Linked DNA regions of Mus musculus: regions 1, 2, 3 and 4 are each linked to region 5. A link is a contact called in public HiChIP or PLAC-seq and promoter capture Hi-C data. All regions are on one chromosome and are shown on one strand. Each heading gives the region's core, a stretch centred on a gene start, on an enhancer-like site or on the middle of the called end of the contact. The rest is flanking DNA. Distances are from core to core; before and after follow the strand shown. Region 1 has its middle 36 kb from the start of Dnajc24. Region 2 overlaps Dcdc5 (doublecortin domain containing 5). Region 3 overlaps Dcdc5 (doublecortin domain containing 5). Region 4 holds the start of Rcn1 (reticulocalbin 1). Region 5 holds the start of Pax6 (paired box 6).

Region 1 (5,201 bases), core at 2,569-5,068, 360 kb before region 5:
TAACAACTGTCGAGCAGCGTAAAGATTGATTATCAGTCAAAAACCATTGCACAACACCAGATTTTGGTGGGTTAAGCTTGCTGATCCAGCAAGAGATGGTGTGAAATTTTCAGGAGTGTGTGCCAACATTTTGGTGCTAAAGGAACAGCAGTACATGTCACAGTGAAACACAGCCAAAGATGTGCAGACAAAGCCGAGACGTTGCTGTTGTTGTTCTGGACTTGGCTGTTAAGAGGATGAAATGGAGGAGGGAGAAGAAATTAGCTTGTACGCTTAAAAATCATCCACCAAGAATAGGATGTGACATTATTATTTTATGCATACATGGCCAAGTGTTTTTTCCCTCAGTTTACCTACAAATGATCTTTATATGGCTCTTTTGTGATACAGTTGTTCACTAGAGAACAGGCATTTCTTATCTATATAAAACCAATCAAGGATTTTGATGAAGAGATCACGTATAAATTATATGAAGTTTTTAAACCATAGAAACATCTTTGCCTACCACAATCATGTTGCCTGTAAGCAACTGTTTCTTTGAATAAAACATAAAACACCCACCATCTAAAGTTAAAGCCAAATCTGCAGGTATGTGGATCTGATCTATCACACAGGGAGGCTGCAGAGAATCCTACAGCAATGGCTTCCTTTACAAACACCACACAGTTCCAATTCAAGAAACTGCTTGTTTTCTGATGATCAAATGTTACAAACGTGATAAGAATTCTAGTGTCATCTCATATAGTAACACTAATGCACAGGGGACTTCCACTGTCTCTTCTGTAATGAACTCTAGAATTCGTTTTCTTTGGCTCACGCAGTTACTGCCTAGGCTTGCCTTTGCCTCACCAACTTTATGGGAGTGGCAGAGAAATCGCTTCTAATGAGGTGGGCGCAGCATTGGGAGCACAGCAGTCAGTCAGACACGCTGGATTCTAATGGTGAGGTTATCTCTTTTGTTATTTAAAGCTATCATCCCGTGGAACACTGGACACTGGATAACAAGCTATCTGAACAATATGCTCAGAAGAGTGTTTTTAGATATTCCTACTTTCTCTTTTTAATTGTGCTAGTTCACACTAAGAAAAGGCTTTTATTTTCTTAATTTTAGAAAATCTTTACATGTCTAAAATCTTGACACGTGGAAGAAATCTTGACCAGTAACTGAGATTCTTTGTATAAATACATACATATAAATATTTAAAGGTTGAAGAAAATCAAAATCGAGCTCTAACATGTACATAAGAATCACTTCTTCGTTACTTGCCACAATTTCATAACTATGTTAATACAATCTGAAAAAAAGACCAAGAATATAAATGGAAAGATGATCCTGGAAACTTTGAACTGTTTTCTGAAAGCATCCATCTAATGAATTGTGTCTGCTGAGTGTCACAGAAACTAAACAGTAAATTCAATAATCTCTGATTTAATTTATTATATTTTCACCATTTAACCTCCTGCAGGCTCCCTAATGTCTATTCAGATCTATATTAAATTAAGCACCAATGCTAATGAAGGGCAATAAACGTGCTGTCAGTGGATTTTTCTTTCATTAAGCACGTTATCCTCTTACTGAGCTGTAAATGCGTAAACATTAGTTTTGTTAAACCATGCAAAAAAGACAGGAAGAAAATCATTTTTTAATTGCACCCCTTAAGCAATTTATTGTGGGAGAGTGTGGTGTTTCTTTTTCTTTTTTACCTTTAATTTTTTTTTTGAATGGATCTAAAATGGGCTGTCCTGTTGCAACATAAATGTTGGCTTCGTGGGGTATATTTTCGGGTTTGAGGACTTTCGTGCCATCTGCCAAGAAGACTAGTTGTGCAGCCATGTTCAGACTCAGCTTGTTTGTATACTCTTCCAGCAACTAGAAGAAAATAACAGGTAAGATGCAGCGATGTACAAAGAAAGAAGCACATTCCCACAAAACAAAAATAGAAGGCCAACTGAGTCATGTGTCGGGTTCTGTAACTCAGTCAATGCTGTGGCTGTTTCCCAACAGTGGAAAATATGCTAACAAACAACAACAACAAAAACAAAAAATCAAATTATAAAAATACCTTATTATTGTCAAGTATTATTTACAAACATTCTGTGTTTTAAAACTCCCCAAAATGCATAAGCATTGTATGTAATTAATCTGCCTAATTACTAAGCAAAGTGCTTTATATATGTAAAAAGAGAGACGCAGCAAAATGCCTATGACTAAATAAGCAATGAGCAGATTGGGATTTCTAACAAGAAGATTTTCACACAATGATTATCTTTCTTAATTGTTTGTATTTTAAAGAGAATAAGACATAAAGAATTGATATTGTTGGGAATTGGTTACCAAGGTGATAGAAGGTTAGTACAGTAATTTTGGCAAAGGCTGTTTCAGATCCAGTTTTGTAAGCTGTTACTCTAATAACTCCTGGTTGAAGTTTATATCTCTGAGACAATTCTTGGCAATTATGGGGTGGCTTAAATTTCAGAGAGGACTTTGATACTCTAAACAGAAAACAAGAGAGAAAGAAAGAGAGAAAGAGAGAAAGAGAGAGAGAAAGAAAGAAAGAAAGAGAGAGAGAGAGAGAGAGAGAGAGAGAGGGAGGGAGGGAGGGAGAGAAAGAAAACACAAAACTTGGTGCATATTTATTCTTTAAAACTTGTTTTAAAATGCTAGCCCATACATTCTCCAAAGTAAACACATAAAATTATGTCTACAGATAAGATCCTACAACAAAATTTTTGATACAATGAGTTCAACACTGTTTAAAAGTATCCAAGCGTACAACAGATGTTTGCCAAGACTCTTCCTTTCTGAGAATGGATGACTCGGGACATTTTACTGTAAAGCCCCAGAGTTTTCTTGTTTTGATTCTGAACATGAAGAACTGGAGCCAGTCAGACTCCTGCTACATTCTGACAGCCAAAACAATAGCAGGGTGTTCATATTACAGGATATTAAATGTCCAAGATTTCTCCACAAGTGTTTAGATTTATGGAAGTTCTTGAATATTTAAAGGATATGAGAAATTCAAATAGGTTTATTATGATGAAAAGTTTAATTCAAAAGTCAAGTCTATTGCCTCTATTTTTTACAATTTCAAATTGTGTGGATGGTAGTAGGAGCTGAGATTTTAGATTTTATCTTCAATCAAAACTAGTTCTGATTTTTTTTTCAAAAGAACATGGTAAGCTGCCAAAAATATTTTATTTGAAATTCTCTAATTGTATTAATTTACAAGGCTATTAAAACAAAGTCAATATTTTAAAATAAAAGCTTGAAGTAAGACAAGTTCAAACCACTGTGTACCAGTCTATCCAAACACTGAAAGCAATGGGCGCACCGGCGCCTTAGTCTGTCTTTTCACCGCATTCCTTTCTGCCCATTAACTCTTGGGTTAACAGCTTATGATAATCTGAAAATGGAGGCACCAGATGGTTTCATAACTATGTTTCAGTTTGATACTGTTCCAAAATATTGGTTAAATAACAAAAGCACAGATTTCTATTTCAAAATAAATGTCTTGTAAGCAGTGTTGCTGCCACTGGTGCTCTTTTTATAGTTTCGAGAACACAGGTTGGAGGGCATCTCGTGTTTTCTAAAATGCAATTAGCAACATTGTGACTCCAGTGTTTTCAAAGTAAAAAAATCCAATAACAATAGAAAACAGAACCCAAACCCAAATGATACGCTGTGTTTAAATGTCTGAAATGGTCAATGGAGTCACTATAAATTCTGCTCAAATAAAAGAGCTTCAACAGTTGGTTAAAAAGAACAGTGAGTGCCTTTGATTGCCTCAGCTGACCCACTGGCACGCTGACAGCTCTGTTTCTCTTGGATGCCGACATAAAACAAGAATTGTTTTTACTCTTGGATTTGTAGCTATCTGGATTTGATGGTTCCTCCTGGCTGTGATCTGTTTGATGTGTAGAACAATCCTGAAGGCTTGACCCTTCTGATACAGCCACTGAATGCAAAAGTCGGTTGGGGCCAAACTGGAGCTGCAAACGACCGGACCGACCGTCAGTAGCTTTAATAATGGCTGTTTCCTAGTTTGACATAAACTCCTAAAAAGGAACCGCCCTGTGGAAGAGCACAGTGGATCCATTGTAATGAGTTATTAACATCTACCCCATAACAAGGGTTCTTGGCTCCCGGAGGAAAACTTCCCTTTACACTTAAGTGGAAAGTCAGAAAGGTTAAGTAAATGAACATGCCATCAGTAGAGACAGTAGAGACGTTTAGACCCAAGCCTGTCCTACCACTAAGCCTTATTACTTTGTTTAGTTAAACTAAAGCTTAAAAAACTAAGAATTTGCAGTTTTATGATTTACTTTATTAAGCATGAGCAATGTAAGTACCAGGAAATACACACACACACACACCCACACACACATACACATACACATAAACACACACGTATATACATATATGAGAGATGCAGTCCTTACATGGATAAAACTTGCAAACTATCCCTCGGTAGTACAAGAACTGGCTTAGCATAGGTGATAGGCACTGCAGAGATGGCTCAGTGGTCAAGAGCACTAGCTGTTCTTCTAAGGGACCTCCACCGTCACGGCAGCTTACAACCATCTGCTCCAGAAGATGCCAGAAGAGGAGCGCACATGCATACACCAGGCATACGCATGCATGGTACACAGACATAGAAGCACACACGATACAGGTTGTTGTTGTTTTGGTTTGGTGTGTGGGTTTTGTTGTTGTTGTTGTTATTTTTTTGTTTTTTGGTTTTTGTTTTGTTTTTTTAAGAAAAGTGATTGAGATAGTACTGGAATGACTTAGTTTATCCAGTATGCCTGTGTTCTGGAATTGAAAGTCACATGTCTCTGAGAAAGTGGAAGATGTCTACTCATGACCCAGTATTCCAGGGCAATGAGTGGCATCGAGATCAACAGGAATGTGTAGTCACAGTGGTGAGACAGGTACAGGATTTGCCAGTTTAATCAAATTGGACAAGCTTCGGCATACTTGAGAACATCCAGCTGTGGGACGATGAAGCCCAGAAGATACCATGGTCTTACACTCTGTTAATTGGAACCATTCCTACATTTACCAAGTTCATTTCTCCTTCCTTCTGGAAGGACACTTGTATTACTCAGGGTTCTCTCTCTCCTCTCCCTCTCTCCCTCTCCCCCTCTCTCTCTCCCTCTCCCCCTCTCTCCCTCCCTCTCCCCCTCTCTTCTCCCTCTCT
Region 2 (4,493 bases), core at 1,579-4,078, 510 kb before region 5:
TGAGGTCTCCTATGCTTTAGATAGCCCGGTGTGGCACACAGTCTCCTTCTGCTGCCTGCAGACCAAGATGTAGAACTCTCAGCTCCTTCTCCAGCACCATGACTGCCTGGACGTTGTCATGCTTCTCACCATGACAATAACGGACTGCACTGTAAGCCAGCTTGAATGAAATGTTTTATTTATAAGAGTTGGCATGGTCATGGTGTCTCTTCGCAGCAATAAAGCCTTAAGACCATGGTGGAATCTTCAAGGTGGCTTTCATCTGCTCCAGTCACCCTAGAAAGGCTTCCCTCGAGTGTCTAGTTACATTTCACTGGAGCATCTTCTTTTACTCCAATTCTGTATTTAGCTATGGACAAAATATGGGGAATAGTTTGATAAAAATGCTTTCTCCAAGTACAATTCTCACCAAATTCACTCGATGACTACTCTAAATCAACAGTTAGACGATTTGCTGGGCTACCGTGTCCTTAGCCAGGGAATTTAATGAGCCCCTCTGACGAGACTTTCTTGAGGTAAAGGGGAACAGGATTTTCGCTCTGATTAACTGGGCGCTTGAAATTATATTTAACTCTCATTAGAGCATCGTGTATATGGATTCCATGTAACACAACATGTTATACACACATGTTTGGTAAATAAAAGGCTTCATATTATCCTTTGGAAAGAATGTTAGGGAACCTTAATGAACGAAGCTTAGTCACACATCCCAAATTCTACTTCACTGAGACTAATGAAGATTGCAGGATTTAATATGGACTAAATCAGAACTAATTTTCCCACAGTCTCAGTCCTGACATAATATTTTCCATTGGGGATAGGGTTAAAGGTGTTTAATGCTATTCAATTGTTTTAATGAACCATGCCTGTAACAATAACTTTACCCTATTGTGATAGCTACTTCAATTCACCAAAACTTATTCAAGCACTGTTTCTAGGAAAACATTTTTATCTACTGTGAGTAGAATCCTAAGCATGTTTGAGTGTATCACTTCCTTTGCAGATACTGGACAATCTGCATTATGGGTTATTCAGATAAAGAATTCTGCTTGGGAGTGTTCGTGATGAGTCAGATTAGCATAGGTGTCAGTGGGTAATGCCAGGGAGGGGAACATATGTGGGCAGGGAATCTTAGCAACTTGAGCATATCAAACACTCTGTGAAAAAGCTAATTGAGAGGTAAAAACAAATTAACTGCTACGGAGAAGGACAATCTCCCTGAGCGAGCGAGCGAGCGCCAGCAGCAGGAAGGTTCAGTGGTTCATTTAGTAGGAGTCACTGCTGGGACCATAATACAGCTCTGGCCCGTGGACTTTCCCTGCTGACTGCCCACCTGGCAATTCTCTGGGCACCTTCCAGGATGTCAGCGCTGCACAGGCAAAGCCTGTCTCATTACTACCCGCGCGGCATGGGAGCTAATGCCGGCACCGATTGCTTTCCCGGGAGTTCGCTACCAAAGCTGTTTTTCAGTTCAGCACGTGGAAATAGACAAGATTGGATCTTTCAGAGCGCAAAGATTTACATCTGGCTGCAGATGCCTGTCGGCAAAAGCAGCCCTGAGAAGATGAGCGTCTGGGATGTGAGAGGGGCAACTCAGTGTCCACCTCTAGGTGCTGTCCAGTCAAGGGGATGGGAAGCACACATCATTGATTCCTGAGTCTCACATTGTCTCAGTTTCCCTACCTGTAAAATGGGTAGTTTACACAAGAGGATTGATTGTCTCTATCATATTTTGGCCAACTTTTAAAGACAGTCTTCAAAACCATAATGACAAAAATTCTGTTACTGAGATTTAATATTAAACATTTTAATATTTATTAATTTAATATTCCAAATATTTAAGTAAAATCGTAGTTCTTCCCCATTGTTTATTCAAATAACAGATGAAATAGAGATTCTCATGGGCTATAAACACGTATTTGGGGGAAAATGGTCAAATAGGAAAAAGAAATCAAGGATTTCACAGTGGAAAAGAAGGACATAATATATATGAATAAAAAAATAAATGACAAGATGCCACTAAAAAAAAGCTTTTTAAAGAAACCCTCAATGGTTCTATCTATACCTGATCTCCTTCTAGGCATTAAATTGATACACAGAGATTTAAGTACATAATAAATAAGCAAAGAAATGCTCAGAGAGCTTTAAACTTGCCTAAGTGACCACAGAGAAAGGATGCAGATCTGAAACAGTTTTTAGGTGCTCCTGTGGTATTTACATAGCTCATCTGAGTATCCAGGGCACAGGAAAGGCCAGGGATGCTGTAAATGAAAGTCAGCATTCTTTCTTCCATTAACCAAATTATCCCATTTTAAAAAATCATAAATAAGCTATAAGATACAAAGATGGGAATTTGATCTAAAGCTACATAGACTGACACATTAGCTTTGCCTTAAGAGTGTCCAGTCATTCTACTCATATAAAAATAATAACAGCATTGGGCCCAGGAGGTAAAAACCCAAGACCTTCTGTCTACCAGTCACTACCAAATTCTTGTGCTTTTATAATTGTAAATAAAAACCCACTCCCAGGCCTGATTCTATAAGGAGCTCCCCATTGCCTGGCTTACTACCATCCCCAAATTTTACAACCTTTAGATTCCACAGAAACTAGATCTGCCTCCACTGGCAATAAGTGGAAGGCAACCCATAGAGCATCAGTAACCAATTGTGTGTGAAAGCACTAATTCCAGTGAAAAAGACATCTACCTTCCACGTCCCTCACGCCCGTCCCACCCACTCACACATCACTTGCTCTTGCTCATCAATCCTCTGACACAATCACCCACCTTACTACTTGCTCACTCTCCCTCCCACCATCCCCTACTGATTTGCTAATACCCTTTCCCATCAATCCTTTCCATCCTGCTTTCCCAGGCTAACACTGCTGACAGCATCTCTGTGGGGGTGAAAAGGAGGAGGAGTTGCAAGCGAAGCACAGGACCAGGAAGGCAGAAGTCAGTGAGCCATGGCAACAGCAGATGCTCTCATAGTGGCTAGAGGGGTTGGCAGAGGCGGGGGGGGAGGGGCTGGAGTTAGAGGGGCTAGGAACCGGAAGAGAGGAAAGGACGAGGCACACCTGTTGCCTGGGGAGCGGTGACGCGCTGCACTACTTGGAGAGTTCAATCACTGAAGGTGAAGGCATTGGGAATCCTCCGCATGAAAAGATTTTAAGTTGCAGCAGCCAGGAAATGTACCAGAGTGCTACAAACAACACAGAAAACACACAGAAAACACACAGGGGACGCAGCGACATAAGACGTGAATAGCTGTAGAGAGCTAGTCGGGTTATAGCCTATAGGACTTTTATGCAGAGATTCCTCAAAATTGTTGTCTTTTAAAACATGCCATTATGTTATACCATGTAATTGAGAAAATGAGACATGAAACATGGAAATATTACGTCTTTTAAAGGGGTTCGACTGTTAAGACTAACCTAGAAAACATTTTTAAAGCATCAGTAAAGGATGAGATGAGGTGGAGATGGGAAAGCATCATTCACAGTGTGAAAACTGCCTCAGATCAGAACACCCTGGATCCCGTCCCTGGGGAGGACAGTATTCTAGAGTCACACCGTGATTATTATTGCTTATTCAGTTGTTTAACTTTAATTTTATTTTAAGTGTTTGTTCAGGTATATATATGTTACATATTGAATATATTTCCGGTACTTACTGCCCACACCCTTCTCTTTGTTCAGCCCCCTCTCATTTAGTCACTTTGTGTCTTAACTCTCTCGCTTCCATTTTCACTGTATATACACATGCATGCCTGTATATGACTATATGAGATCTAGGAACTGCAAAAAAGAGAAAATATATAATATTTGTTTTTCTGAGCCTGACTTCTCAGATTAACCTGGAGTAGCATCCGTTTTCCTGCAAATGACAGACTTTTCTTTATGAACAACCCCTCTGTATTCATAAAACAAATTCCCATTATTGTTTCTCTGTTGATGGACACCTCAATTGCTTCCTTAATTTACCTGTTACAAATAGTGCTGCAGTCAACCTGAGTGGGACACCCTGATGTAGAGTCTTTGGGGTGTAGACCAAGGACTCATATACCAGGATTAAGATGGAATCTTCAGGGGTTATGATATGTATTCTTCTGACGGCTAGTGATGTGATTTTTCTTCATGTCTTTTGGCTTCATTTTTTTGAGAAAGTCCTGATCATTTAATTAGTTCACTGACTGGGTTGTTTATGTGGTTTCTTTTTTAATGATTAGGTATTTTAAGTGGTTTATATATTCTACACACTGATCCTCTGGTGGATGTACACTTAGCAAAGATTTTGTTGTTTGCAATGTATTAGGAAGTTGGATGCCTATGGATTTTTTCTTCATAAAATTGCTTTGTGTATCCCTAGTCTTGTGGAATCGTGACTCACATGGTTGCCTTCTTGTTGCTTCAGAGAATGTCTTTGGAATTTTGATAGCAATTACATTGAATCTGTGGGTGATTTGGAAGTAGTGTAGACATTTTAAAGAGAT
Region 3 (5,162 bases), core at 1,813-4,312, 470 kb before region 5:
GTCAATTATTGATCTTAGAGCATAAGCCATTGGTGTTCTGTTCAGGAAATTTTTCCATATGCTCATGTGTTTAAGGCTCTTCCTCACTTTCTTTCCTATTAGTTTCAATGTATAGGGTTTTATGTGGAGGTCCTTGATCTACTTGGACTTGAGCCTTGTACAAGGAGATAAAAATGAATCAATTTGCATTCTTCTACATGCTGACCTCCAGCTGAACCAACACCATTTGTTGAACATGCTGTCTTTTGTCCACTGGTTGGTTTTAGCTCTTTTGTCAAAGATCAAATGACCATAGGTGTGTGGGTTCATTTCTGGGTCTTCAATTCTGGTTCATTGATCTACCTGCCTGTCTCTGTACCAATACCATGCAGTTTTTTTTAATCACAATTGCTCTATTGAACAGCTTAAGGTCAGGGATGCTGATTCCCCCAGAAGTTCTTTTATTGTTGAGAATAGTTTTCACTATCCTGGTAATTTTGATGGTGATTGCATTGAATCTATAGATTTCTTTTGGCAAGATGGCCAGTTTTACTATATTAATCCTGCCAATCCATGAGCATGGGAGATCTTTCCATATTCTAAGTTCTTTGATGTCTTTCTTCAGAGGTTTGAATTTCTTGTCATACAGATCTTTAACTTGCTTGGTAAGAGTCACACCAAGGTATTTATATTATTTGTGACTATGGTGAAGGGTGTCATTTTCCTAATTTCTTTCTCAGCCTGTTTATCCTTTGAGTAGAGGAAGGCTACTGTTTGTTGTTGTTGTTGTTGTTGTTGTTGTTGTTGTTGTTGTTAATGTTATATCCAGACACTTTGCTGAAGTTGTTTATCAGGTTTATAAGTTCTCTGGTAGAATTTTTGAGGTCACTTAAGTATATTATCATATCATTTGCAATGACTTCTTCCTTTCCAATTTGTATCCCTTTAACCTCATTTAGTTGTCTAATTGCTCTGGCTAGGACTTCAAGTACTTGAATAGGTAGGGAGAAAATGGGCAGCCTTGTCTAGTTCCTGATTTTAGTGGGATTGCTTCAGGTTTCTCTCCATTTACTTTGATATTGACTACTGGTTTGCTGTAGATTGCTTGTACTATGCTTAGGTATGGGCCTTGAATTCCTGACCATTCAAAGTCTTTTTTCATGAAGAGGTGTTGAATTCTGTCAAATGCTTTCTCAGCATCTAATGAAATGATCATGAGGTTTTTTTGTTTTTTTTTTTAATTTGAGTTTGTTTATATAGTGGATTACTTTGATGGATTTCAGTGTATTAAACCATCCCTGCATCTCTGGGATGAAGCCTACTTGATCATGATGGACGATTGTTTTGATGTGTTCTTGGATTCGGTTTTTTAAGAATTTTATTGAGTATTTTTGCAACGATACTCATAAAGGAAATTAGTCTGAAGTTCTCTTTCTTTGTTGGGTCTTTGTGTGGTTTAGGTATGAGCATAATTGTGGCATCATAGAAAGAATTGTGTAGTGTTCCTTCTGATTCTAGTTTGTGGAATAGTGTGAAGAGTATTGGTATTAGGTCTTCTTTGAAGGCTTGATAGAATTCTGCACTAAACCATCTGGTCCTGAGCTTTTTTTGGTTGTAAGACTTTTAAGGACTGCATCCATTTCTTTAGGGGTTGTAAGACTGTTTAGATGGTATTACCTAGTATCTGTCTAGAAAACTGTTCATTTCATCCAGATTTTCCAGCTTTGTTGAGCATAGGCTTTTGAAGTAGGATTTGATGATTTTTTTGGATTTCCTCAGTTTCTGTTGTTATATCTCCCTTTTCATTTCTGATTTTGTTAATTTGGACACTGTCTCTGTGCGAGGACTTATCTTGGTAGAATAGTGCTTGTTTAGCTCACATTTGTCCCTTGGTGTAATCCCCAGCAATGTAAGAGAATAGAATAAAAAGAAGAAAATCATTCCACAGAAATGCGCTATAGAACCCAGCAAAATGCTTGCTACTCTCATTGGCTATTCGGGGTATATTTTATTTAAAATGTTAACACTAAGGCTTCAGTTATCATTCTGTCCCTAAATGCCTAACAGTTATAGTTTAGTGAGACAGAATTTGATATGAAACATGGGATCTATAATTGAAAGCACTGTTTGAGAGATGCTTAAAATTTCTGCAAGCTCATGAATCTCTCCTGTGGACACCCTGGAATGGAAAGCAGGCTCATGACCTCCTCGACAAGTGTAGACTCAACAGAGGTGATCTTGTCTCATACATAGCATTAATAACTGACTGCCTTTCTGTTGTATGCTTCTTAGCTATTCTGAAGTATGTTTTTTTTTTAAATCATGAAGATCCTTCCTGTAAAAATTGTAACATGATAGACAAATGTATTTTACAGAAGAGAGTCTTTCTAGAGTTAAATTATAAATATTGTTAGAAAAAGCATAGTAATTCGAACACCCTGGTATGTTCTGTCTACCTAATCCATGCTGACATTTCAGATAAGTTATAGCCAAAGGGGGAAAGCCTGTTAGTCCAACCAAACTCTCATGGCTCTGAGCTATGGCTTTCCACATGGTTTTTGCATTTCACAAGAGTAACCAATGAACAATCATGGGATATACAATATGTGTTGTGTAGCCCATTCTTAATGAATCAGCATGCCCCTGTAAGAGTACTGAATTCATCAAAGATTTTCATCAGTAAATATTGATCTACTGCTATGTTATTTGATTTATAGTTTACATGTGGATCAATATAGGCAATACAGTTTAGCATAAACAATAAGATAATCACCCTTCATATATATTGACACGCTTACCAAATGGTCTGCTAATATACAAAAGACTGGGACAAATTACTTATTTATATATACAAAACACAGCTATAAAGGACAGCTGCAGGTATTTTTTTTTTGAAAAGTGCATTTTAATAAGGTCCCATTCAGTTATAGAACAAATGGGGAAGAAATGGTTTGCACTACAGAGTTTAGCACAGGAGCCCTCTTCTTTTCTAACCACGAAATCAATCATTTGTCCAGACTGTGGGAGTCAGAGTTAGTTACTGAAAAGACTCCGTATATAAACAAGTCAATAACTCATTGTGTGTTATTGTCGAGCTGAAGAAGTCAGCTTTCAAAAAGCTGGCCCTGCTTCTCCCAGAATGAATGTCACTGTATTCAGTGGCTGGGGGAGCCTTTGTTTCTAGCCATTGCTGGCTGCCATTTATGTATGGGAACAGGAGGTAGCTGCAGGAAGAGCAGGGGAAGACACTATTCCCTAACTTGATGTTCAAGTCAAACTCCCAGTTTTGTTAGCCTAAATCATTTGCTTCTGAAAATAGTCAATAAGATGGATAAAGAGTGGCCACATAAAAATATTTGGCAAAAGAAATAAGATACAAATGAATCCACTACATCCATCTTAAGTTGGATTGGCATAATACTTTAGAATTCCTACTTATCAACAGAGACAAATATGACATTCAGGCAACAGCTTGAAGAGTTCAAATGTACAAAATCAAACTGATGAATAGGTCAGCATGTCCAAGGAATTCTATCTGTTCTTGCTGTAAATAGAATGGTTGGTTTTTGAGGCAATCAAAGAGAGTTTTTAAAGTCTCTCTCTCTCTCTCTCTCTCTCGTGTGTGTGTGTGTGTGTGTGTGTGTGTGTGTGTGTGTGTATCTATATGTGAAAGATAAGGTGTAGGTATCACATTTTGGAGAGAGTAATAAAACTCCTTTAAGAAGTGTGTTGACACTTGCGATAAAGAAATCCCAATGATTTGTGACTTAAGATTAAAAGTCCTTTATAGTTCAAAATGCACTAAATTCAAAATATATAAATATTGTTAGACTTGTATGTATTTTATCTTGGTGTTTGCTAAATAGATAGCATGTATTCAAAGCAGGTAAGATACTATGAAAACACAGGGACGGGCTTCCAGGTTTATAATTAACTTGAGTAAATGACAAATACAACCATATCTATTTAATGAATGACCCTTATATTATAAATGCCTGATATCTTTGGGCAAAACCTTTTGATAGGCCAAATTTCTTTTCAAAAGATTTGTCTTCATTTATTTTGTGTGTGGTGTTAGTGGGGGAGCAACATGACTTGCGCATGGAGGTCAGAAGACAATTTGCAGGACTTGGTTCTTTTCTCTTTTTTTGTTGAATATTTTTATTAGATATTTTCCTCATTTACATTTCAAATACTATCCTGAAAGTCCCCTATGCCCTCCCCCACCCTGATCCCCAGCCCACCCACTCCTGCTTCCTGGCCCTGGCATTCCCCTGTACTGGGACATATGATCTTCGCACGACCAAGGGCTTCTCCTCCTATTCTGCCGCTTGAGTCCTGGGGATTGAACTCGAGCTGTCAGGCTTGGCAGGAAGTGCCATAACCCACTGAGCCATATCTACAGCTCACTCCTTGCTTTTAACTTGGTAAAATTGTAGCCATAAGCAAGGAGGGAATGCAGGAAAGTAACTCATCTCATCAGTCCCATCCACATACATAACTTAGAAAATCACATCAGATAACATCTGTCTTTAGCACGCCACAGAATGTGACAGACCTTTCCCAGATAGACAGGTTAGGATCAGAGCACAGGGTGGCTAATAGAACAATGGAAAAAAAAACCCAATAATCAAAAATATATGGCATAAGATAGATAAGATAGGTAATCATGCATATATATATATATATATATATATATATATATATATATATATATATACATACACACACATACATATAAGACTAATAACAGCTATGATCAGAATGTTTTCATATGGAAAGCCATCAGTATGACATAGTAGCTTCCTAGGAAAAGAGGAGAAAATGAAAGAGGCATCGTTCTTAATTAATAATGAACGTATTTAATATTTGTATGATGAATGTAGCCCTAAGTGATGTTGATAACTTGGCTAGACGTAGCTGTGGGTGGAAGAAATCTAGATGTGACTGAGTGTAAGCCAAGGTGAGGCCATCAGAGAGTCAGACAGCTCAGTCAGCGTTGGACATGATTACAAGATGCTCCACGGAGGCTAAAACACCGGTATGAACCTATTTCTCAGTTCAGATAGATGTAAGAGGGAGAGTTACATGCCAAGTGCTTGGTAGTATGATGAGAAAAACAAACAAACAAACAAACAAACAAACAAACAAACCACTGGAGGACTCCATTCTTAGCTCTGGTT
Region 4 (4,932 bases), core at 1,471-3,970, 280 kb after region 5:
GGTGAGTATGTGCTTCATCAGTCTCCCCGTAGAAGCACAGGAGGGAAGAAAAAGCGAGCTTTAAGAATGAAAGAACACAATCACTTAGAGGAGAACCCCAAGTTAGCTTGTGTCATCAGTTTTCCTAATCCTTTGGTTGAGGGGACTTCTTAATTCTCACAGGGAAGATTGGGGGGGAAATGTGGGAAGAGAACGTAGGCAAGCTGTGGGGGAAATTACGCAAAGTCTTCCGGATTCACAGCACTGTGGGTAATTCCCACAGGGAATGAGTCTACCTCTGAAACACTCTATGGGAAACCAGCAGTGTGTGGCAGGAAGCCCAACTGTGGCAAGGCTGAAAGGTATGCCACCTTCATTCATGATGTGTTGCTTCAACACCAGTGAGCCCAAGCCTGTCCTGGCAAAAGTCATGAGTGAGCAGCCTGTCAGCAGCCCCCACTCCCTGTCCCATCCCCTTTCCAATCTCTTCTTCCCCCACCCCTTGACTCGATTTGTATCCCACTTGCCTTGCAAACACAAAGGGTATTATGCCACTCACCTCAAGACATGTGTTTGACAAGTTTATTAGTCAGGATTCTTTCAGGGAATAGAAACAATAAATAAACAAGCATTGCAAAAGAGGCTCTATTAGGTTGGCTTACAAGGAGCTGGCTAGTCAATCAGTGGCCATCTGTTTGCCCAAGAGGTTGCAGATCTGATGGCTGCTCATCCCTAGCTAGTGCTGAAGGGTGAGAAGATGCCTGTGAGTTCCTGGTCCCCCATCCACCTCGGAAGTCTGACGAAGCTGCAGTCTGACAGTGATGGCAACAGTAGCAGCATGCAGTGGAGGGGGCAGGAGCTCTGCTGCTCCCTCCCTGGGGTCTCTCTTTGCATCTGGGAACTGCCCACTAGAAGCTTGATTAACCATCAAGGGAGCATCCTCACAGTACTGTGTTTCCTTGGCTACAAGTCCACACCAATTTACCAACAGTTGACACTTTTCTAGTTTCAAATATAGCACTTCTTATCCCAATGGAAAATCAATGGAGGAACACTGGATCCATCAAACACTGGGTCCCCTCTTCCCCGGCCCCCATCTCCCTGACATCTAGAAGAGGTTGTCCAAGGTCACAGAGCATCACTCCCAGCTGCACTGTCCTCTGCCAGCTAACACAGGACCTCTCGAATAGGCCCATCGCTCTGCTTGGCTTACCCTTTACCTTTACCTCAGTTTCTATCAGTCCAGGAAACCCTCCTTGATTGGCCTACTATGTTATGTATACTCTGTAGAACCCTGGCTGGCTCGTTTTCATTATGCCCTGGTTTGCATATGCTTGGCCCAGGGAGTGGCACTATTAGAAAATTTGGTCCTGTTGGAGTAGGTGTGGTCTTGTTGGAGTAGGTGTGTCACTGTGGGTGTGGGCTTTAAAACCATCATCCTAGCTGCCTAGAAGAGAGTTTTCTCCTAACAGCCTTCAGATGAAGTCGTAGAACTCTCAGCTCCTCCTGCACCATGTCTGCCTGGATGCTACCATGCTCCCAACCTTAATGATAATGGACTCAACCTCTGAACCTATAAGTCAGCCCCAATGAAATGTTGTCCTTATACAAGCTGCCTTGGTCATGGAGTCTGTTCACAGCAGTAAAATCCTAAGGCAGCCATAAATGCTTATGTGTATCAGGCTCATCATCTTATTTGGTTGACCGAAAATGATCTTAATAGAAAGATTCTTGCTTCTGTGCTATAATGTCTTGGTTTCCTTACTGTAAGGGCGAGAAGCTGACCTTTTCTTCAGAATGTTAGAAAGGTGGGGGTGAACAGGTGGTTTTGCAGCTTTTAGGGCTGGGGTTAGGAGGAGGCTTCTCTCTTCAACCACAGTTTCCTGGGACTCTTTAAAAGATTCGTCGACCCTCTGACATTTACATGCATTTTTGTGAAGAGTAAAAGGTTCAGACGGGCATTCTCAGTTTGTTAGACACTAGCCACGCGTGGCTATTTACATTTAAGCTCAACTATTGGCTTTGGACCGGCTCCATGTCAAGTATTCAGTGGCCATATAGAGAACATTTCCTTCGCTGTAGAAAGTTATATAATACAGACCATCACTAACTGGTATCATTATTTCGGATTTAATACGCTGATAGGATTTGAGACAGATAGTAGGTTTGTAAAAATGGCTTGCCAACATTCAGAAACGAAAGCTTTATATGATATCTCTGCTTCTTTTAGGAAGCCTTTCTGCCTCTCTCCCATAGGAGCTTGAAAGAACTTCTCCTTATTCACCCCGTCTCCTCCCACAGTCCTCTGGTGTTATCCCATGGATGTTAAGATTGCCTTCTCCCTAACCTAGGGGACCACGCCCATCCTGGCCTCCTTCCAGACTCAAGTGCTCTCCTAACCACAATGCAAATTGTTAACCGGACTTAAATGTTCATCTCTGGGCCAGCCTTGGGCTGAAGTTCGGGCTGTCAGCTGGAAGCTGAGTGGAAGCGCTGCTTTTCTAAAAGCGAAGACGAGCTATCACCCCAAAACATCTGTTGCATTTTCTCAAAGTACTTCTTTCCGGTCTTGCAGAGAACCCTCCAGTCCGCAACCCCCATCATCTGGACCCGCCCCTCGCAACGAGATAGCGGGGAGGGGCCGAAGCGAAACCGGAGCCCGGCGCCCACCACCCTGGCTGGCGACGTGGCTCCGCGGCCCCAGCCTCCCCCGGCGGCGCCGTGGCCAATGGGCGCGTGAGTGGGGCGGCCCGAGCCTCCTCGAGCCAGCCGGGCGCGCCCCTCGCTGGGGAGGGGACAGCGGCAGCGGCGCTGTGAGCCCCCACTGCCCCGCAGCCTCCCTTTGCTCGCGACCATGGCGCGCGGTGGCCGCTTGGGACTCGCCCTGGGGCTGCTGCTGGCGCTGGTGCTGGCGCTGCGGGCCAAGCCCACGGTGCGCAAGGAGCGCGTGGTTCGGCCGGACTCAGAGCTGGGCGAGCGGCCGCCCGAGGACAACCAGAGCTTCCAGTACGATCATGAGGCCTTCCTGGGCAAGGAGGACTCCAAGACCTTCGATCAGCTAAGCCCGGACGAGAGCAAGGAGAGGCTGGGGTGAGGCTGCGGCCCGGGCCGCCCGGGGACCACGCAGGGGCCCATGGCCACCTCAGAGGGAGCCACGCGGGACCACAAGCGCAAAGCGAAAGCGAAATCGCGCCAGTTGGTCTCAGGGGCGAGGCCAGAGCTGAGGCTCAGAGGCACAAAGTTGCCAGCGGGCGCTCAGACCCCCGTGTGGAGGTCGCCACCACACCCGGCCGGGATAGCTTCCCACAGGGAGGCGAGAACGTGGCAGAGGCCTCCGGAGCAGGGAGCGAGAGGGCCCGCCCCCTCATCTAGGTTTCAGCAGAAGTGACTGGAGTGAGCCAGAGTTTGTTGGCTGTGGCCTTTTAGTACCTGGTTCTTTCCCATAGTCCAGAGAGAGGCACTTGAGACTTGCTTAAAAACATCTCAAGATCAAACAAATGTGTAAGAGATGGAGAGGCTTGTTCTTGGCCTGTCTCTAAATCAGGCTGGATGTTCTTGTCCTCTGACCAGTCATCCCAGAAATCAGGTTTTTAAAGGGGCTCATTGGAGCAAGAGGTACAGAGCTGGAAACGGATTCTTTGGCCTCTGCTCCCAGCATTATGGGTGAAGAAGCACTCAGCTTTTTGGCAACTGATTGGGGGCGGAGGGGGCGAGAAAAAAAGAAAACCTGCAAAATGGCTATGGTGGGGCTTTGTGAGTTTAGCCTGGAATCAGGAAACAAACCCGGGCATCATCTCAGTACCCCTACCCTGGTGCCCAGGAGACACTTGACCGTTGTGCAGAGGGACTAGGAGCTAGTGAGGACCAGGTGAAGGCAGGGCTGTGGAGGAACACAGCCATCCTCCCTGTGGGCCACCAGAGCTTCCAGAACCTGCTCCTGGGGGAGGAGGATCTTCGAGTTCTGCTACAGTTGAAAAGAACACAGCCATCTCTGTTCGACAAAGGGGCCAGGGCATTCAGCAGGACAGGATTAATGATACCCATTGTGTAGGTGAATACCTGCCTGTTGTGATAAAAAAGACCTTTGGACTTCAAAGTCACCTCCAAACAGTGTCCTTTATTTGGTAGGGAAGCACTTTCTCTTCTTTTTTGGGACTTTTAACAATAGGGACCATTGATAAATTCACACCATTGTACTGCTCTGAGGCCTGGAGACTGATTTATTCTGGGGTCCCTGGTTGCAGCCATTCTGCATTATCTTAGAAAAGAGGAGGAGAAGGGAGTTATGAACTGGAAACACTTAGGCTTAGGGCCTCTGGCTTCATTTAATCCCTACCTCAGGGTAATTAGCCGAAGTGCCCAAGAGAAGGGGGAGTGGAGTTCTCTGTGTCTAATCCTTGTATGAAGACCTTGGCTTTGTTCATTTATTCATGTAGCAAGCATTGCAGTGGCTATCCTGTGTGACATCTGGCAGGTACAAGGTGCTGGCCATCCAATGTGGAGGAGGGCAGGCAAACACTTTCAGGGTTGCTAGGATGGTGACATCATCCACGGGTTTAGCAGGAGCCCCTGGGGCTTCAGGTTGGAGAGAGGGGCCCGGTTTTGTAGATGGTCCTTCATCAGAGCTTATGAGATGGTTCAAAGGCTGCTGGGTATATGGTAATAGAAAGGTGGTCCTGAAGTGAGGGGCCTGCTTGCTTATCATGGTTTTAACCCTTTGGTGGGGCGGGAGGGGTGCTGGTCTCCTCCAGAGGCAGAGAAGAGGAAATGGGAGGTAGAAGAGGAGGGAAAGTAAAGATCAGAGGGACGGCCTCCTCAAGGAGGTAGAGATGTTATCAGTGTTTGCTTGTGGTGGACAGGACGTCCTGATCCCAAATCTTGTTGGAAACACCAGCCTGGCAGTGGAGCCAGAGTGTAACCGTGGCAGATACAGAGTCCTGGGCAGTGGGACGG
Region 5 (5,028 bases), core at 954-3,453:
GCACCCTGGGAAGCAGGGCACACCCTGCACCCGGAAGCAGACCTATTCTTAAAGAAGCTAGACCCCTCTGCCTCAGCCCAAACCCCTAGCCTAGGCTAGGTCTTTGTATTGCCTTGGAGGGGGTCATAGTCCTGCATCAGGAATGAAGGAGTATTCAGAAATCTCCAAGGCCACAAGGTCTGAGTCTCCAAGGTCCATTGGACCTCTGTCCTCCTCACTCCCTGACCCAAACCCAAGCCAGAACTCTCACACTATGCTATTGTTTCAATTATTTAAATTTCAAAACCTACTCCCGCATTCCAGAGCTGAAGTGTTCAGAGAAGCTTGGGTTCTCTCTTCCAGATGCCCTTCCTGGAAATTAGCAATTAGGGCGACAAAGTTTACCCTCCAGGGCCAAATGATTACAACTCATCAATTGCCTTCAAACATATGCAAAGATCCCCAGCAGCCCTGCTCCCGGTTAGCGGCAACCTCCTCCCCGTCAGCGGCAACAACTAACTATTCGTGCTCTTGGGTAAACCTGCTAGGCTTTCAAGGATTTTAGCTTGTCAGTTGTTTTTCTGATCCTATCTCCTCAGCCCTTCCCAAGTTCGAGTTTAACATCCAAAATGGCGAGAGAGAGAGAGAGAGAGAGAGAGAGAGAGAGAGAGAGCATTCACTTTGTTTTTAAACTTTTCAGAAAGCTCATTAATGAAAGGCCAGGTTTTTTAGCACTCGAAAAAGAAAGCATTTCCACTTGAAATTCAACTCCATTTCCCTCAATTACACTTGCTAAAATTCGAGGCTATTATGGCTCAGGGAGACTGAGGAGATCTGCCCCGGGAAAGAGGCAACAACTTTCTGAACTTTGAAAAGCCACTTTTCCTCCTGGGGTCTTAGAATCCAAAAGCTCTCGAATTACTCAGACTAATTAGCAGGGAGAGGACGCGATCCGAGGAGAGGGAAAGCCAGTGCTTTCTTGTAGTTTTTTTTTTCCCCCTTTAGGCCACACAAAGAAAAATATCAGTACACTCGAAAAGGGGGAGCAAACCGCCTTTCCAGCTCGAAACTTGTTGAAATGGCAACACGGGGTACAGCTTGGTCAATGGAGACACGGGAAAATACCCACCAAGAGCTGGAGGTGGGAGTCCACAGGACAGGGAACACACCAACTTTCGCAAGATAGAGTTGTGGGAAGCCGGGAGAGCTAGGGCGTTTGTTTCCAAATCTGAGCTCAGCGCTCGGCTGAGGCTGGAGGCGAGGGCCCTGGGGGGTGGATGGAAGCTGGCAGTCCTTGCGATCGGCTCGGAGCTCCCTCGCAGAGCGCATCCGACCGCCTCGGCCTAGTGGCTTCTTTCACCGCCCGCTCTCGCTCTGGGTCCCTCGTGGCCTCCGGCGCACGGCCGTGGTGCCCATCCAGACGGCTCCGGCTGGCGGAGGGCGCGATGACCCTTTGGTGCTCGAGTGCTGCGGGCAGTTCTGTGCCGGGAGAATCTTGCACAAAGCCGGAGCGCGGGCTGGCGGGAGGCGGCGCGGAGAGTCGGCTGGTTGGGCGCTCTTTGCGCGCTGGCTCGGCCCGGGCTGGACAAAAGCATCGCCGGCGGCTGCTCTCCGCGGCCTGGGGCACGGAGGAGCCTCTACGTCCCTTTGCGCTGACCGCGAGCTTTTGGAGGCGCTGAAGCTGAGAGCTGCGGTTTGCGGGGGCGCCCTGCAGCCTAGCTGCTCTCCGAGAGCTCCAGCCGCACTTGCGCTGGTGCAGAGCCAGCCGCCTGCCTGAAGATCCGCGCTGTTGTGGCTCGCGCGGACCGTCGCCCTCCGACGCGGGCTTTCGCTGGAAGTAGAAAGTTTGGGCTCCTGCGTGGAAACTTCTCAGGCCCAACTCTCCCGGCGTAGCAGTGGGGGAGGGGACCGGCGAGAGGGGAGGAAAGAAGAGAGGGAGAGACCTGCCAGGATATTGAAATATAAAGAAATTGAGAAGAAAGAAGCGGGACTCACCTTTAAGAGGCATCCTCTCTTTCGTCGTTGTCAAGGCTCCTGTCAAGAGTTTTGAGGGCTTTTTTTTTTTTTTTTTTTTTTTTTTTGGTTTTTGTTGTTTGGGTCCCCCCCCCCTGTTGTTGCTTAAAGACCACAACGGTTTGAAATGACGGTATTTTAAAGGAGTTGCTCGTGAGAGTTTTCTCCACGGACGCTGCTGGGTTGGTGTGTGAGAGCAATTCTCAGATCCCTGGGAAGAAGACAGAGATTGACAATAAAATGGGCTGTCAGCGGCTGGAGAGTGAGAGATAAAGAGTGTGGGGAAGTGGCTGCAGCCAGCACACCTATGCTGATTGGTGATGGCTCAAGTGTGTTAATGTGTGTGTGCCGGCGCCCGGCCTCGCCTCCACCGCTCCTCACTGGCCCATTAGCGAAGCCTGACCTCTGTCATCATCCTCCAGCAAAACACTTCCTCCTGCGCCTGAACCAGAGCGGGAAATGAGGCCGAGCCACGGTTCGCTTTTCAAACCCACTAATCACTCCGCAACATGCAAATGCACCGCTCGCTCCCACACAAAATATTGCTTTATGCAAAGCAGCGCCGGGGCCTCGCGCCAGCCGATTGGATGCTCCCTCTCCCTGCCTGGTGCAATTGGTCGGTTTGTTTGAATATGAATACACTTGTTTTCGGCTCTGCCGGTGGGTCCCGGCTTCTCTCTCCGGCGCTGGGCCCCCCGCTCCTAGGCTCTGGCGCTCGCCGAGGTCTCCCGCTCCATGCGCTTCGGCGGCCAGCGCTGCGGCCGCGAACTTGATCAGTCTAATGGAGGCCTCTGAGCTGGAAGCATGCTGCCCCCGTAACCCCAAGCTGGGCCAGGGGTTCTCAGTCCGTGGAGGTAGCAAGTTTCACCATCTCTACGAGGTCCTTTCTTGTACAGTGGCCTGCCGCTCCGCCCCATTTCACCCTAACTTCCCACCCCTTGTCCACCTCGGCCTTGGCCCCAGGACACAAAGTACAGCGGTGGCGGCTCTCTAGCCCACCTGACTTTTAGGAACAAGAGAAAAGAGGCGGGAGTGTCCCTGGATCCCAGCAGCCCCCACTCCGGCGATGGTGGCACAACTATGCCTAGGCCCGAAGAGGGCCTCCAGGCCGAGAACTCAGCGAGGCCCGGCGGTCACCCCAGCTCAGGCCTCCCGAGCCTGCCCATTTTCCCCCCACCCCACTCCCGCACCGCTGGCATTTTCTTCTCTTTCTGCTTTCCGAAGCCGCCGTGCTCAGCGGAGCGGACGCACTGCCCCAGCCTGGAGAGGCTCGAGTAAACACGCCACTTACTTTGTGTACAGAGGATTCTTGTGAAAAGCTCTGAAGAGTCCTCACCAAACACTCTCCAACTTCTCCCACGTGCCATTTGTTGACTAAGTGCGGCTGCTTTTCCAAGCCATCGAAAGGAGGGGAAGACAAGAGGGGAGGGGAAGTAGTGGAAGCCTGAGGGTGGGGGTGGGGTTTGACCAATGCTGGGAGAGATTCTGCAAGTGTGTGTCCTCGCCGGCTTTCTTGGTGTGTCAACGTGTGTCGTTGTGAGGAACCGGTTATCTGTGTGTGGTGCTTATGTATCCCCGCCAAGACTCCCTTCTCTTGGGTCAGCTCAGTCCACGGAGGCAATTCCCCTTCAACTGTTGCCAGAAAAACGGCGAGGACAGTAAGTAAATGGCTTTTCCCTCCTGACCACACACCAGAAGTCCATTTGTTGAATGCCGGACATTAGGATACACCTCAGTACACTCCAAAGACGTCCCTTGGAGTCTGCAGTTTAGGTGACAGGGGAGCAGGCAGCCGCCTTGTCCTGAGCTGTCCGGAGCTATCTCGCAGCCTGCGGGCCTTGGAGCCGAGAAGTAGAAGGCCTGAGATCCGGAACACACTCAGAACCCAGCAAAGGGAAGTGGGGTTGGCAAAGATCAGGCAAGGAGGCCGAAAGCCACCATCGAAGCCTTTGATTTTTTTTTTTTTTTTTTTTGACTTAGGGAAAGAACCGAAAGTCAGCGTCCAGCAGTAGTCTGCTCACTCAGTTGATCTCTGGCAGGCTGCGCTGATGAATCCCCATGGGAGTTGGAGCCAGATGGACGCTGCAGGCTGCCTCTGAGCCTGATTTGGACATCCTAGTCTAGCCCTTGCCTGGGGCCCAGCAATAAGGACCCAAGGAGCCTTAGCAGAGTTCCGGGGACAGAAGAGGCCTTCCGTAACCCGAGCCAGAGGTGGGTTAGCACAAACTGCTCATCTCCTCAGCTTGGGAAAGGTGGCTGACTAGCTGGGCTCACTCTGGAGGACCTAAGGCACTGGATCGGAGCTAGAAGGAAACACTGGCCAGAGGCTAAGAAGGTGGTGCCACTGCTGCAGTTGGCGGCCTCCAGTGAAAGATTTCGTAGGACCGGGACTTTCAGAGGTTCCCAGGAAGTCCTGCCTGAAGTCCAAGTTCCAGATCAGAGAAGTCAGCATTCTCCTTTTCTCCCCTTTTACATCTCAAGCAAGCATTAAAGAAGCAAGATGAGGGGGGGGGGTGCCCAGCGACTGTCCCAATTGGAGGCGGCGAATATCATTTTTACAACCTCTCAATTAGCAACCCAGTGGATTAGCACCCTCTTAAGCTTTGCCTAAGAAAGAGGCAGCCATAATCTTGTTGCTATTTCCCCCCAGGGCACTGGCTCTTTCAATCAGCCCCTTCTCCCACCCACAACCCCCATCTCACCTCAGAGAAAAGTTTTAACAAAAAAATCAGAAGAAGCTAGGAGCCTGGCATGAATGCCGCTGACGTCATTGGGTGGGGATGGGGGCTTCGGGTGGGACTGTTGGAAACTGCACAAACAAGAAACAGAAAGGACTTGGCTGCTCTAGTGTGTCAATATTTGGGGAGGGGAGCTGAGGAACAGAAAGAGGCAAAGTTTCTAAAGTTTAAGGAAAGGGATGAGAGCCAGGATCTCTCTCTCTCTCTCTCTCTCTCTCTCTCTCTCTCTCTCTCTCTCCTCTCTCTCTCTCCCTCCCTCCCTTCCTACTCTCTCTCTCTCTCTCTCTCTCTCTCTCTC

Evidence for each region. Promoter capture Hi-C pulls out the DNA fragments that hold promoters and counts their contacts. HiChIP or PLAC-seq counts read pairs in DNA pulled down with a chosen protein or histone mark.
Region 1: a contact with region 5 is called in an H3K4me3 HiChIP or PLAC-seq map of neural tube, with 4 times the contacts expected there. The contact joins the enhancer-like site here to the promoter of Pax6 in region 5. A contact is called at or near these places in 12 of 39 promoter capture datasets (the 3T3-L1 cell line, 3T3-L1-derived adipocytes, the C10 cell line and 7 more), 9 of 115 datasets of contacts at active chromatin or transcription factors (astrocytes, bone marrow-derived macrophages, embryonic basal ganglia and 5 more) and 4 of 9 other capture datasets (adipose tissue, embryonic stem cells, liver and 1 more).
Region 2: an H3K4me3 HiChIP or PLAC-seq map of neural tube shows a contact between it and region 5, with 5 times the contacts expected there. The contact joins the enhancer-like site here to the promoter of Pax6 in region 5. A contact is called at or near these places in 17 of 39 promoter capture datasets (the 3T3-L1 cell line, the C10 cell line, the HPC-7 cell line and 10 more), 1 of 15 datasets of contacts at CTCF or cohesin (stem cell-derived epiblast-like cells), 24 of 484 Hi-C or Micro-C datasets (brain, cerebellar granule neurons, cerebellum and 12 more), 18 of 115 datasets of contacts at active chromatin or transcription factors (astrocytes, craniofacial prominence, differentiating embryonic stem cells and 11 more) and 4 of 9 other capture datasets (adipose tissue, embryonic stem cells, liver and 1 more).
Region 3: a contact with region 5 is called in an H3K4me3 HiChIP or PLAC-seq map of neural tube, with 4 times the contacts expected there. The contact joins the enhancer-like site here to the promoter of Pax6 in region 5. A contact is called at or near these places in 3 of 39 promoter capture datasets (the 3T3-L1 cell line and liver), 7 of 115 datasets of contacts at active chromatin or transcription factors (embryonic brain, embryonic forebrain, embryonic hindbrain and 3 more) and 1 of 9 other capture datasets (liver).
Region 4: a contact with region 5 is called in a promoter capture Hi-C map of stem cell-derived epiblast-like cells, with 4 times the contacts expected there. The contact joins the promoter of Rcn1 here to the promoter of Pax6 in region 5. A contact is called at or near these places in 19 of 39 promoter capture datasets (the HPC-7 cell line, cranial neural crest, embryonic stem cells and 11 more), 9 of 484 Hi-C or Micro-C datasets (the G1E-ER4 cell line, the HPC-7 cell line, LSK cells and 3 more), 6 of 115 datasets of contacts at active chromatin or transcription factors (craniofacial prominence, embryonic limb bud and embryonic stem cells) and 2 of 9 other capture datasets (adipose tissue and liver).

Annotation. Positions count from the first base shown.
Region 1 is chr2:106,037,073-106,042,273 of GRCm38.p6, reverse strand. It overlaps the pseudogene Gm9342. Among named protein-coding and RNA genes, the nearest start is that of Dnajc24, 36 kb to the right of the region's middle. Within about 2 kb of position 3,818, at least 14 of the 459 cell types and tissues checked have an H3K27ac peak or open chromatin away from gene starts, as enhancers often do. A contact at or near this core is called in neural tube and stem cell-derived neural progenitor cells, where this site is marked.
Region 2 is chr2:106,180,671-106,185,163 of GRCm38.p6, reverse strand. All of the region lies in intron 3 of Dcdc5 (doublecortin domain containing 5), which reads right to left. Among named protein-coding and RNA genes, the nearest start is that of Dcdc5, 100 kb to the right of the region's middle. Within about 2 kb of position 2,828, at least 17 of the 459 cell types and tissues checked have an H3K27ac peak or open chromatin away from gene starts, as enhancers often do. A contact at or near this core is called in cerebellum and neural tube, where this site is marked.
Region 3 is chr2:106,147,796-106,152,957 of GRCm38.p6, reverse strand. All of the region lies in intron 2 of Dcdc5 (doublecortin domain containing 5), which reads right to left. Among named protein-coding and RNA genes, the nearest start is that of Dcdc5, 69 kb to the right of the region's middle. Within about 2 kb of position 3,062, at least 11 of the 459 cell types and tissues checked have an H3K27ac peak or open chromatin away from gene starts, as enhancers often do. A contact at or near this core is called in neural tube, where this site is marked.
Region 4 is chr2:105,397,107-105,402,038 of GRCm38.p6, reverse strand. It overlaps Rcn1 (reticulocalbin 1), which reads left to right and starts at 2,720. Exons shown (of 6, transcript NM_009037.2): 1 at 2,720-3,069. The coding sequence starts at 2,834.
Region 5 is chr2:105,672,919-105,677,946 of GRCm38.p6, reverse strand. Pax6 (paired box 6) reads right to left here and starts at 2,203. Exons shown (of 12, transcript NM_001310144.1): 1 at 1,975-2,203. RefSeq lists a cis regulatory region at 2,589-2,723 and a promoter at 2,142-2,723.